2 separate regions of the Muntiacus reevesi genome follow, and region 2 is linked to region 1. The links are chromatin contacts, called in public Hi-C maps. All regions are on one chromosome and are shown on one strand. The core of a region is the stretch at or near the end of the contact, and the rest is flanking DNA. Distances in the headings are between cores, read along the strand shown. Region 1 holds the start of KAT6B (lysine acetyltransferase 6B). Region 2 holds the start of VDAC2 (voltage dependent anion channel 2).

Region 1 (6,317 bases), core at 2,522-5,021:
AGAAAACCCACGAGCAGCCAAAAATAAAAATAAATAGAATTATTTTAAAAATGGCTACTTGGACATTTCAAAAAAAAAAAAAGAGTGAAACTAATGATAGAAAAATTGTGGAAGATTATGGGAGTCCCATGAAAAGCTGCTTAACAGCATTCTGGAAAAGCAAATTAAAGCGCTACAAGGAAGAAATCTCCGTTGCTCACACTTCTCCCATTCACTAGTCATTTACTATTCTACATGCGAAGACTGATCACTGTAGCTCACACATACCTGCTTTCATAAAACAATTCCTTTTCTCTCACTTGATACAAATACAGGGATCTGTATACAAGAACACTGAAACTATTGTACAGAGAACTAAGAGATGAAAAGTCACTTGTTAGGAACTCTGGCATTTAAAAAACCGTTATCGTTGGCTAAGTCTTCTTCTGACTGGTATTCAACAGTCCATGAAAGTTTCTGAAGTGCTTTATTTATCCAACTTCCTCAACTACCTTCCAATATTCACCTTATTTTACTTTCCCCTCCCCTGATGCCTTATATCTGACAGTTCCCACCTTATCTGCACAAGTAGTGTGAGAGATAAACATCTGGTGTAACAGCTAAGACATAACATTCACTCTACTCAAGAGGCCTGGGCTTGACTAGTAGGCAAAATTTCAACTGACCATGTCATCACCACCAGCCAGTCAGTCTCCTAAGTTCCTCCTTTAATGGTAAACCCTCCTTGTGTCTTTATCTTCTCTTTTTAACCATCACCATCTCAATCTTTGACCCTAAGTTCAAGTTCTCAGGTAAGAATCTTATCCTTTATTGAAAAATGCACTATCCTTTTCTTTTGAAAAAAAAAAAAAAAAATCCTGCCCAAATTCATTTTGATAAATGTGTGAAGAATTTATGAATAAAAGAATGGAGTGTTTTACTTCAAGATTACCCCAGAAAATCAATGTACTTTACTCACAGTCATACAAAACACACACACACACACACACACCTTTTTTGGAGTACCACAGAACTGGAACACTATCTCGGTGTAAGTTATTCCCATTAGCTACTCCCACCTCCTGTCCATATATCGACAGGTCTTCATATGCTCTTTACTTTGAATTTCCAGGTACCTCCACCCAAATCTTGGTTCACGGGTTCTCTTTTCCTATTTTCTGCATTTGTAATCTAGCCCCTCCTCTGCCTTTGCCCTTTGTCTCCTACCACTCCCTGCACTCAATTCAGACCAAAGTACTTACAAATTCAAAAATATGCAAACACAAGGAGTCTCTTTCTGAGACAGACATCCAGTTCCCCCTTTGCTGACTCCGGCACAAATTACACCCAAGAAATCCAAAGTGTGTGCCAAGTTGCGTACCCATGGGTTGTAGGCCACCAGCTCCTCTGTTCATGGAATTTCCCTTCCAGGCAAGAATACCGGAGTGGGATGCCATTTCCTACTCCAAGGGATCTTTTGGACCCAGGGATTAAACCTGTCCCCTACCCTCCTGCATTGACAGGTGAATTCTTTACCACTGAGCCACTTGGGAAGCCTCTAACAACCCTGTCTCCCACACTAACATCTTTCTTTGCCCATCTACCCTCCCGATTCAATCCAAATCACATTCGCCCAATCCCACGTACCTTTCTTCACACCTGTCACCTTTTCCCACCTCCTGAACCTCCTGACTCCTAACAGACTTTCTGTTAGATATATTTTGCGCAAGGGTCACCTCGGGGCAAAATATACGTAATAATTTAGAATATATCTAAATTCTAAGTAGGCTCCCTTGGCATTTAAGTTTGCTCTTCTGTCTTCCAGAAACTCTCCAAAGAATATCCGTTTCCCATCCCTCCATGTTTTTTCCAAGCTTCTATACCCCAAAGCTAACAAATCTTTCTATTCTAGCATGCCGATTCACCCATATACCTCCTTCCCCCCATTGTAAATGCACCTGACCCCCGTTTCCTCAAATACTTCCTCCAAACCAGCATCTACTCTGCACCGCTTTCTCAGCATTACTCCATATCCACCACACCCAAATCCATTCTTACTCTGCCCCCCTCCCCCGATATCTACAAGTTCAGCCTTCTGCACCGTTTCACTTGCCCCTCGGTCCTCCCTCTACATCTCCCCATCCTGCCCTCTCCTCACCCTCCCTGCTGCACCTGCTTGCACACCTCGTTTCCCCTCACACCCACCCCCTCCTTGGGAGTGTTCTTCCCAGACACTCACTGGCCCCCTACCGTTCCTAGTAGGTCCCTCCCACTCAGAAAACCCCTACGAGCCCTAGCCTTCCGACCACCCGAACCCCGCCCCCATCTCGATATCGCTCCGCCCCTCTACCCTCGAGCCCCGCCCCCTGCCCTGGAGGTCCCGCTGAGGGGCGGGGCCTGTCCCTCCTCCCCTTTCCCCCGCCCCCTACCGTCACGCTCAGGGGCAGCCTGACCCCGAGCGGCCCCGCGGTGACCCTCGCGCAGAGGCCTGTGGGAGGGGCGTCACAAGCCCCCTATTTCCCCCTCCCGCCCCCCTCCCGCCTAGTCTCCTCCCCCTGGGAACGCGCGGGGTGGGTGACAGACCTGGCCGCGCGCCACCGCCACAGCGCCTGCCGGGGGCGCTGCCGCTGCCTGAGAAAAAAGCCGCGGCTGCCGCCTGGAGGAGGTGCCGCCGCCTCCGCCACCGCTGCCGCCGCCGCCAGGGGTAGGAGCTAAGCCGCCGCCATTTTGTGTCCCCCTGTTGTTGTCGTTGACATGAATCCGACATGACACTGATTACAGCCCAATGGAGTCTCATTAAACCCGAGCCACGGTCCCGCCCCAGCGCTGCTCCATTGGACTAGACCGCAGACACTTAGGGCCACCCGTTGGCCTAGGAGTCTGTCCGTCACCCACACACTAACCACTCTGCAGCCCATTGGGGCAGGATCCTGCCGGTCATCTCGCCTCCGCATAGGCACACCCCTCGACCCATCAGCCCCCCCTCCGGTACCACCCCGGGGGAGGGCCCACTGCCAGTACCAATCAACAGACCGCCTGGCCCGCCTCTTCTGGGCACCTATTGGTCCAGCCTTTTTTCTCTCGCCCAGACACCGCGCCACCTCTACTTCCACCTACCCGCCCCCTCTACCTCTAGAAAAGGATTGGGTCTACTCGTAGGAGAGGTACTTGGCCTTATTGGCTGCAGACGACGTCAATCAGAGGGCCTTTTCCCTTCCCCCTCCCCCACTCAACCCCAAACCCCCTAGCCCGCAGCTAAAGTTTGTGTGAGAGCTGATCGCTGGCGGCGGCCGCAGGATTTAGGGGTGGGCGCGGGCGGGCGCGCGCGGGCGGGCACGCGAAGTTAAAATTCGAGGTTCTCAGTCGCCAGCTCCTGCGGTGGAGCGCGCGGACGGGCGCGCCGCCTGGAGCGTTCCATCCCGCCCCCTCCTCCACCTTCTCCCGTCCTGTCCCGGGCGACTACTCGCCCGCCCCCTGGCTCGCATCCTTACCCCCCACGCACCCCTACCCTGCAAGCCGAGGCCGGGTGCAAGCAGTATGATGTCGCTGCAGCCTCCTCGCCATCCCGTGCCGAGGGGGAGCAAGCCCTTACCCGCCGGGCGTGCACCCCCCGGCTCCACACTCGCCCGTGTCTGCAAGCACGTGCACCGTTCGCCGCTGCCTCCAGCCACCCCGGTCCCGGGCTAACCTCGCCTGCAGCCCGGCCAATCGCTTGCTGCCCTTTGTTGCTGCAGCCCGGGTCTCCCCGCTGCCTTCCTCAGCCTCCGCCTCGTCCTTTGCCAGCCGCCCGGGTCCGCAGCGCCGCGCTCCCCCCGCCCGGGACCCACCGCCGCCGCCTCCTTCTCCTCCTCCGCCTCCTCCTCCTCCTCGGCTCCGGGCTGCAGCGCACAGAGCCCGAGGCAGCGCCGCCCAGCCCCGCTCCCCCCGCGCCGCCAGCTAGCCCGCCCGGCCCGGCCGGGGGCGCAGCCTGGACCCCGCCCGCCCCAGTCCCCGCCCCGGGGGTACCTGCCTCCGCCCTGGGGGGGCTCCGCTTGCCGCCCTCGGGGGAGGGCGGGGATGCCGGTGTCCGCGGGAGGATGGGGACGCCTGGGCCGTTTGGGGCGGGGAGTGTGCCCGCCAGGGCTGGGACTTGAGAGGTGCGGTCCTCGCCAAAGCGCCCCCCCACCCCCCGCCGCCGTGGGCCCCAAACTTCGTCCTCCGCGGGGCCTTGTACCCTGGGCGGTCGCGGCAGTTTTGGGGTGGGGGATGCTTCGGGAGCTGTGTCTACCCTGATCAGGAGGAAGAGGGAGCAGTGACATTCAGCGACTGCGGACAGGGCACGGCGGCGGCATCCTTGGGTGGGAGTGGGGATGTCAGACGCCGCTGGAGGGGGAAGCTGCCCCTCAAGATGCCCTCTCCCGGTCTGCGAGGAGCTGGAGAGCTCTGAGCTGCGTTCTCAGTGCTTTCTTGGGCGATGCAGCCGGGTGGCAGAGGGGCTAGGGGCGGGGGTGGGGAGGCGGCTGGGGGGGCCCTTCCCCCTCTCTTCTAGCCAGCGCTCGAAGGAAGGCTGATGGCGAAGTTCGGTTTTCCAGGCTTCCCCTGGGCCCCCCGAGTTCCTGAGGCCCACAAGAGGGAGGCTGGGGGCTCATCTGGCCGCCCAGGCGAGGCCACTTTGACGCTGCCCACATGCCTCCCAGCGCCGTCCAGACTCTGAAGAGAGACCCTCGTTCTTCCCGGAGACCGGTGGGATGCTGACAGGGGAGACTTCAGAAAATAGTAAAAGTAGCCTTGAGAAATGGCTCCTAGAGAGTTTGAGTACGAAGTTTCCCTTCCGAGGCGCCATTTCTTCGTGAGGGGGAGGAGAACTATGACTTTGTAAAAGAACCAAGTTTCAGGCATGGTGGCCTAGGTGGAAAGCCACCTGTTGAGTCAAGTCTGCCCCAGGGCGGTCTTGGGCCCTGGCAGGGTGACACAAGGTACCAGGGAGAGGAGTCCCCGGCTTCCTGCCCTCGTTGACTCTAGCATCCTCATGGCAGTGACCCTGCAGCAGCAGCATCTTCAGCTCCGCATTAGCAACCACTGTGCAAGCTAGGTAGGTACTTTGTTAGAGCAACTTCTCTCAAACAAACAAAAGCAGCAGCACAGCGCAGTCATCGATTGCAGAGCTAAAACACACTTCACTTTTTTAAGATGGTTTGCTTCTCTAGGGTGTGAGCTGCCCCTACTTACATGCTTCTTGGCAGCAAGGTGAGAAAGAGCCAAGACAAAGGGTGCAGAGTTGGATGAAAGGACAGAAGAGGGGAGAGGGGGAGCAGAAGAGTTGTAATACTACACTCAAAACTGTCACCGGTTCCATTATAAATCCCTTTTATAGGTGTTTTATTACTTGGTTGTTAGTTTTTAAAACACAAACCTCTTTAGATTAAATCTTGGCATTCACAGGCTCAGCTTGGGGAAACAAAACACAGGGAAAGCTCTCGGCTTGGCTACTTTTGAGTTACATTACTGATAAAACAAACAAACAGCAGGTTGGGTTTCCTCATAGCCTCTCTCTACCTCTTTTATTTAGTATCTTCAGTAGCCGGCTCAAGGTGAATTTTTACAAGCCATTAGTTTATAATTCAGTCTACTTCATTTAGGTATTTCAAAGAGAAGGACATTTATAAGGTATGCTTTTTTTTATAATGCAGGTGCTGGGATTTTTATTCTCCAAGAAATTACTAAGTAAATCTAAGAATCCTGGCACACACTTAAGCCTTTATGTTCTGTTTTTGTTTTTTCCCCGTGGTCTGCCCAGATGTACTTTTATTTTGTAACTTAGATTTGAGCCTCCCAGCCTGCATTTTATCTCAAGCAATAAAAATAAACCATGTCTTAATTAAAAACAAGTTTCAAAACCCCAAATCAGTACAAACTAAAGTATGCTAAAGAAGCAACCAAAGACAATTAAAGCCAAAAGTCCACATTTAAGATGTCTTCAGCCAATGAATCGTGGGAGATTTATGAGCATCTAACACTTGTTATCACTAATGAGTTAGCCAGATGGATTTCTAGTGCATCAAGACCTGAACAGACACCTTAGACAGAAAAGGGTCTCATTTGCCTAAACTTGTGCTCCTGTAACTCCAGGAGCTGGCAAACACAGAAGATGGAAGTATCTTTACCCAACAAATTGATGTGTTTTTTTTTTTTTGTTTGTTTGTTTTTTTAGGTTCTTTTCTTAATATAGTTCTCTAGCCGGGCATGGCAAGGAAAGGGACTGTGTTGCTTTCCCAATGATACTCCCCTCTAAGGTTACTTGTCCTTTGAGAAATTCTGGCTCTTCAGATAAGTGGGACTGGAAAGGATAACAGAGTCAC
Region 2 (6,073 bases), core at 1,710-4,209, 330 kb before region 1:
TAAGTAACTTTCCTTTTTTCAAAAGACATTTATCTATTCATTTGCCTGTGTTGGGTCTCAGCTGCAGCATACAAGATCCTCTTTTTAGTTACAGCATGCGGAATCCTTTAATTGTGGCATGTGGGATCTAGTTCCCCAACCAGGGATCAAACCCAGGTCCCCTGCACTGCGAACATGAAGTTTCAGCCATTGGACCAACAGGAAGTCTCCCTGAATGCTTTTCAAAGGTATTAAATGGGTTACAAAAAAGTGTAACAACTTTCCTACCTTCAAGCTTGCAATCTTACTTAGTAAACAGAATACCACAAGACTGTCTTTTTTGAATTTCTTGTGCAGGGCAAAACACATGAAAATCAGAAATCATATCTAAAGCCAAAATAAATCAAGATAAAATTCTTTTAAAATGAAATTATCTTCTTTAAAATAAAATGGGTAGACATCTTTCAGTTATGACTATTTTATGTGTTGAAAAGTTACATAGAAGTTTGTCACTACTTATCAAATACCTAACACTCACCACGCCGCTTTTAGGTTAGTAAATACCTAACACTCACCACACCGCTGCAGGACTTTGTTTTCACATCCAGTTTCACCAACCCAAAACCTTCAGGTAGAAAGCAAAAAAGAACAAAATGATACTTTTGCACAAAAAGATACACACCAATAGCTCACTCTACGTTAAAAAAAAAAAATCACATGTTTAGAGGAAGATAAATATGTGTTAATATACAGTATTTAAATGAAAACAATTTTAATTATTCTATAAACTAACATGTAAAGGACAGAACATCTCCAGGAAGCTTTGCCTAGTGTGTCGATGTGTATTTGGCACCCACCCTCAAAAAGGCTTTCAAATCATTTTTAATAAAGCACGTACTAAAGAAAGCTTTTCAAACCTAAATATCAGATCAGTCATTTTAACTTAAATACAAGAATTGTCAACAACTTATAATAATACAGGCATTTACAACATTTGTCCCAAAGGCATACCGCACTTTGGGATTAATATCTAAACTACTTCAAAAAAAGCTAAAAGGATAGGGACACTGAGGTATGGAACAAAATCTTCAAGAAAACCCAAATTTATTTGAAAAACCCCATAATCCTTTAGGAGTCACCACCATAAAAGCCAAAAACAGTAAAAAACATAATTCTAGTCAACCAAGACCTAAACTGTATCACTGAAAGTAAATAAAAGCATAAAAAATTTTTTTTCCTTAAAAATAAATTTCTTGAACTAAAGAATGAAAAAATGGAGAAAACTGGGATGAAGGGGGAATGTAGATTGTTACAGTACTCTTTCACCAGAAAAGTTATCTGAAGAAATTATTAATTTCACCAAGCAGTCCAAACTTACACATTTTCACTTCTAATCTAAAATTTTTTAAACAGTTCTTACCAAATCCTTTGTTGAAAATATCTCTGGCAGCTTTGCCAAGGTCAGCATATGATGGAGGAATACACATTGCTGGTGGGAAGAAACATTCCTGTGTTAACGTCCTTGTTCTCCCAGTCTGTCCAAAAACTAGCTTAGGACCCACTGCTATCATTAAATCCCAACAGGTCAACTTGGTTTTGAAACCACTAGAAGCTACAATAAAACTACAACAAAACTCCATGAGGGAGATATCAGCACCAAAGCGCTTATTTCTAAAATGGATAGTAACAGTTAAGTAACTATACAAACTTGGGAAACTCTCTCCAGACTTTCTATTCCTAAACTTACACAGTGCTTATAACTTCACTTCCTAGGATGGGATTAGTATAAAAAATCGAACACATACAGATATATACCTATACGTAAAGATATATCTGCCAAAATTCGCTGGAATGGGCCAATTTAACCAAATGAGATAAAATAAAATACTAAGACATGTCCCCTTCACTCCCCCATTCATCCTTTAGTATCCGCACTGAGGCCAAAACAATATTCTAGAATGGAAAGAGAAAAGAATTCATATTTGGGCAACCTAAACATTGGAACTTAAAAAAATGCAGCTATCCATGTTTAACTCAAGCGTCTGCATCAACTAAACATCCAATACACTTTAAACATATTAATATGACACTCAAGTAATCGGCCAATGCGATGAGGCTTAAGAGCAAGCAATCTGAGCTCGCCACACCAGCTCATTCATTCTACATAGCACGTCCACGCCCTTATGAGCACATGTAATGACCTTGCGCTCTCAGAAGGGGGGTTACTACTTCCTCTAAAAAAGTGACCGGCCCAATCCTTCAAAGGCTGAATCCGACAATTAATAATTTTGCTTCCGAGTTTAATCAAACGCACGTCCAAAAACTGAAGGTGAATGCGGCCACAGACCAACTCCCCATTCCTAGTCCCCCTATCCGAAATCCATGCCACTCACACCCTCCTCCGCAGAGTCAGGGAAGTCAGACAGCGGACTGGCTAACGAAAGGGGTGAGTTTACAAGCCCTTTGAAAGATACGAGGAAAAGAAGCTGAGGTTTTCTGGTCAACAGGCTTCGGCTGCCGGGACACCGCCGCCCCACCCCGCAGAGAACCCCACTAGACTTACGCCGCGCGCAGTTCTGTCCGTAGGTCGCCATGGCGAGGCCGAGGGGAGAGGTGATCTGAGGGAGGGACAAGAAGTGCGGTCAGCAGGGGTCAAAAGTGAATCGAGGGGCCAGAAGGGGGACTCAGACATCGGGAAGAGGGGCCGCGGGGCAGCGCGGCCATCTTAGGGAGTCAGGGCCGACCCCGAGTCCGACTCAGGCGTCCTGCTTGGCCGCCGGGGCCCAGGCCCAGGGTCCGAGTGAGGCGGGCGTGGTGGTACCTGGTGGTCTCCGGGGGGGAAGGGAAGGCGCCGCTGCCGCTCCGCTAGCAGCTGAGACCGCTCGGCTCGCTAGGCGTCGGGCTGCAGCTGCCGCGGCTGGAGGGCGAAGTGAAGGAGACACCGTTCCGCCCGCCGCAACCCTGTCCTCCCCCCGCCAGGACCCTGCCGCTACCCCTGGGGCTGCCCGCCGCGCCTGTCCCCGCAGCGCCGCCCGCTACTCACTCCAGCCTGCTCCGAAACGACCACGTGTCCCGAGCGCAGCCGTTCCCCTGGGCTGGGCCGCCTCGGTCCCTCGGCGGGGGCCGGAAAAATAGACGCTGCCGGACCTCGGGTCAGGCAGCGACGAGGGCAGCCCCAGAGGCGAAGGGGCGGGGAACGGCGGAGGCAGCGCGGGGGGGAACTCGCGGGCGGGGGATGGCGTGGAGGCCCCGCGCGCGTACGTCACGGGCGGGGCGGGGCGTCAGGCGCGTGCCTGCGCGGGGCTCGGCGCGCCTGGGCGCGGCTGCACACCCCCCGGTCACGTACATCTCTCCAACTCCCTTTCTCCCCTGGGGTTCGCACACCCTGCAGAGCCAATCCCCAGTCTAGGAAGGAGTCAGCTGAGCACTACCTCTTCTACACTGAGCGTGTGCAGCGTGCGCTTCTGAAAAACCCTGCCTGCCTCCCGACCCGGGGAGAAAGGAGTGAGCACAGGCGCCCCTCCTGCCCCTCGGGCGCTCCCTACATTGGTCCCGCCTCCCACCTCGTGTAATTGCCCTGCTGAGCGGGGCTCGACCTGAGAAGCTCTCTTGGGCTGCCCCTCCCTGAACAAACTTGAGCAAGTCTCGGGGTGCCCCGCCTTGCCTCGATCCCCCGCCCCCACCCGGGTTAAGGCCCTAGGGTTCCTTTTCTGCCGCTTATTTCCCGGTTAGAGGTACGATTGCCTTACACGCTCAGAGAACTGAAGATGTTTTAATGAGTCACTCCTGCTGGAAATTTTAGGAAACATGCTGACCAAGCATTAGAACGCCGCACTCAAGTTCACTGGGTGTGCAAGAAGAGTGGGAGAACCAAAGGAATAAGAAAAAATGAGCTGTCTAATGAGATGTAAGTAGAGTCAGTTTAGGCTTCGGAATCTATCGCAAATATCAGCAATTTATCCCCTCTGTACCCCTAGCTTCTTTTAAGCTTAAATGAGATGAAGTGGCCTTTAATAGCCATTAACAACCATAGACTATGAGCAAAGCCTTTTTTCCTTCCCGGACTCTGGCTCTGAAAGTCACCTCTGCTCAAATGCTGCCAAGGCCAAGGTTCCATATCCTCCTAAACCAGGAAAAAAGGATAATTAGATAGGCTTCCACAATGCAAACCTGAATAAAAAGCTACAGGCTGTTGGATTTCCCTCCGAGAGCAACCCCAGCCAGCAATCTTGCTTCGTCGTGGTCGGGATTACTCATTGTAAAGGGTTAGAAGAAGGTAAGAGTCTTTGCTGGTAAGAGTTCAAGCACTAGAAAAAATGAAGTGAAAGTCTTTCAGTCGTGTCCGACTCTTTGTGACCCCATGCACTGTATACTCCATGGAATTCTCCAGGCCAGAATACTGGACTGGGTAGCCTTTTCCTTCTCCAGGGGATCTTCTCAACCCAGAGGTTGAACCCAGGTCTCCCACATTGCCGGTAGATTCTTTACCAGCTGAGCCACAAGGGAAGCCCAAGCACCAGAAGCACTGGTTAATTCCTTCATTCAAGCACAAACAGGTTGGTCTGAAATCAGCCTGGTTCCACAAGGAATTGGTCTGTTCAGGCCATGTTTGATGCTACTGTGAGGCTCCTGGCAGAGAATGCCATCCCATCACAACTGCAGCATAATACACCACCTCCCAGAAAAACCTAGACTCTGCTCAGGTACCTTGGTTACTTGCAGTAGGACTTATTCACTCTGTGAACTGTCTAGCATTTATAACCCCCAAAGAATTTCACTGTGCCACAGAACATAGATCTGAGGCTTCACCCTCTACAACTCCAAGGAATGTACACAATACCTAATAACCAGGAGCAGAATCGGCAATTTATTTCAAAGTTGTATTCAGTAGATATGTCTGAGTGCTCACGTCCAAAGCTAATGAAGAAAACTGATAAAGACTGGCCAGGTTAAAAAAACTCAAGGGGGAGTACTTTCTTGGAAGCCTCAATGGGAGAGGGAGTGCTGAGTAGTATCACATCCTAAGGAGTGGTCAAGTGAGGTCAAGATTGACTATTAGTTACTATTACTGTGTAACCAATCACCCCAAAACTTAATAGCTTCAAACAACAAGCATTTTAGTATCTGAAACTTCCCATGGGTTAAAAATTAAGCTTAGCTGAGTAGTTCTGGCTCAGGGCCTCCCATAAGGTTTTAGCTGGGTCTAGTCATGTGAAGGGTTGACTGTTGCTATCGGATTGGCTTCCAAGGTGGCTCCCTCGCGTAGCTCTTGGTAAGAAGCCTCCGTTCCTCACCACGTGGCTATTTCCATAGAACGACTGCTTGAGTGTCTTCCTGACAAAGCTCCTGGTTCCTTCCAGAGCTGGTGATCCCAAAGAGAGACAAAACCCACAGTTTCTTACATGATCCCATCTCAGAAATCACACCGTCACTTCTGCCTTATTCTGTTTGTTAGAAGTGAGTTAACTAAGACTAGTCTACCCTCAAGGCAAGAGAAATTAGTCTCTTCCTTTTGAAAGTAGTATCAAAGAATTTGTGGATATATTTTAAACTATCATAGTCAACACTCTGGTCACATTACTTACATTTCTTCTACACAGAAAATACACTAACTCCCTCCTAAAACCTCCCTCAAATCTCCACATTCACAGTATCAGCAAGAGGCTTCTCTGGTGTAGTTTCTTTAAGTACAGCAGTTCCTATACAGTTCCCCTTAATCTGAAGATCTATGAACTAAAGAGAAGCTGCCTACTCCCACACATACACATATCCAACACACACAGAGTAGGTTAGGCACACAGAAACTGCTGAAGAAATCCCTGGTCAAAGCGGGGAAACAGGACATACAGTGGAGTCCACAGCAGTTCTGAAATCCCACTGGGCCAATCTTCAACATTCCTTTATTGCAACTCAGTCCTGTTCCTGACCGTGCCAGATGACGTCACATGGGGAGAGCCAGCCCTAGATACGCACTTTCTCTTCCTGCCCCAGGCTCTGCCCCACACTGAGGGTACACCCTAGCCTGTACACGCAAGCTCCATCCTCCCTCACATAGCTCACTCCTTGACCATCTCATAGCAGTGTGTCAGTGGCA

What was found. A called contact is a pair of places that touch in the nucleus more often than the background predicts.
Region 2: a Hi-C map of muscle shows a contact between it and region 1, with 5 times the contacts expected there. The contact joins the promoter of VDAC2 here to the promoter of KAT6B in region 1. A contact is called at or near these places in 2 of 3 Hi-C or Micro-C datasets (blood and muscle).

The regions. Positions count from the first base shown.
Region 1 is chr2:109,754,031-109,760,347 of mMunRee1.1, reverse strand. It overlaps KAT6B (lysine acetyltransferase 6B), which reads right to left and starts at 3,771. Exons shown (of 18, transcript XM_065922667.1): 1 at 3,668-3,771.
Region 2 is chr2:110,079,057-110,085,129 of mMunRee1.1, reverse strand. VDAC2 (voltage dependent anion channel 2) reads right to left here and starts at 2,959. Exons shown (of 10, transcript XM_065922683.1): 1 at 2,801-2,959; 2 at 2,543-2,597; 3 at 1,400-1,468; 4 at 555-604. The coding sequence starts at 2,573.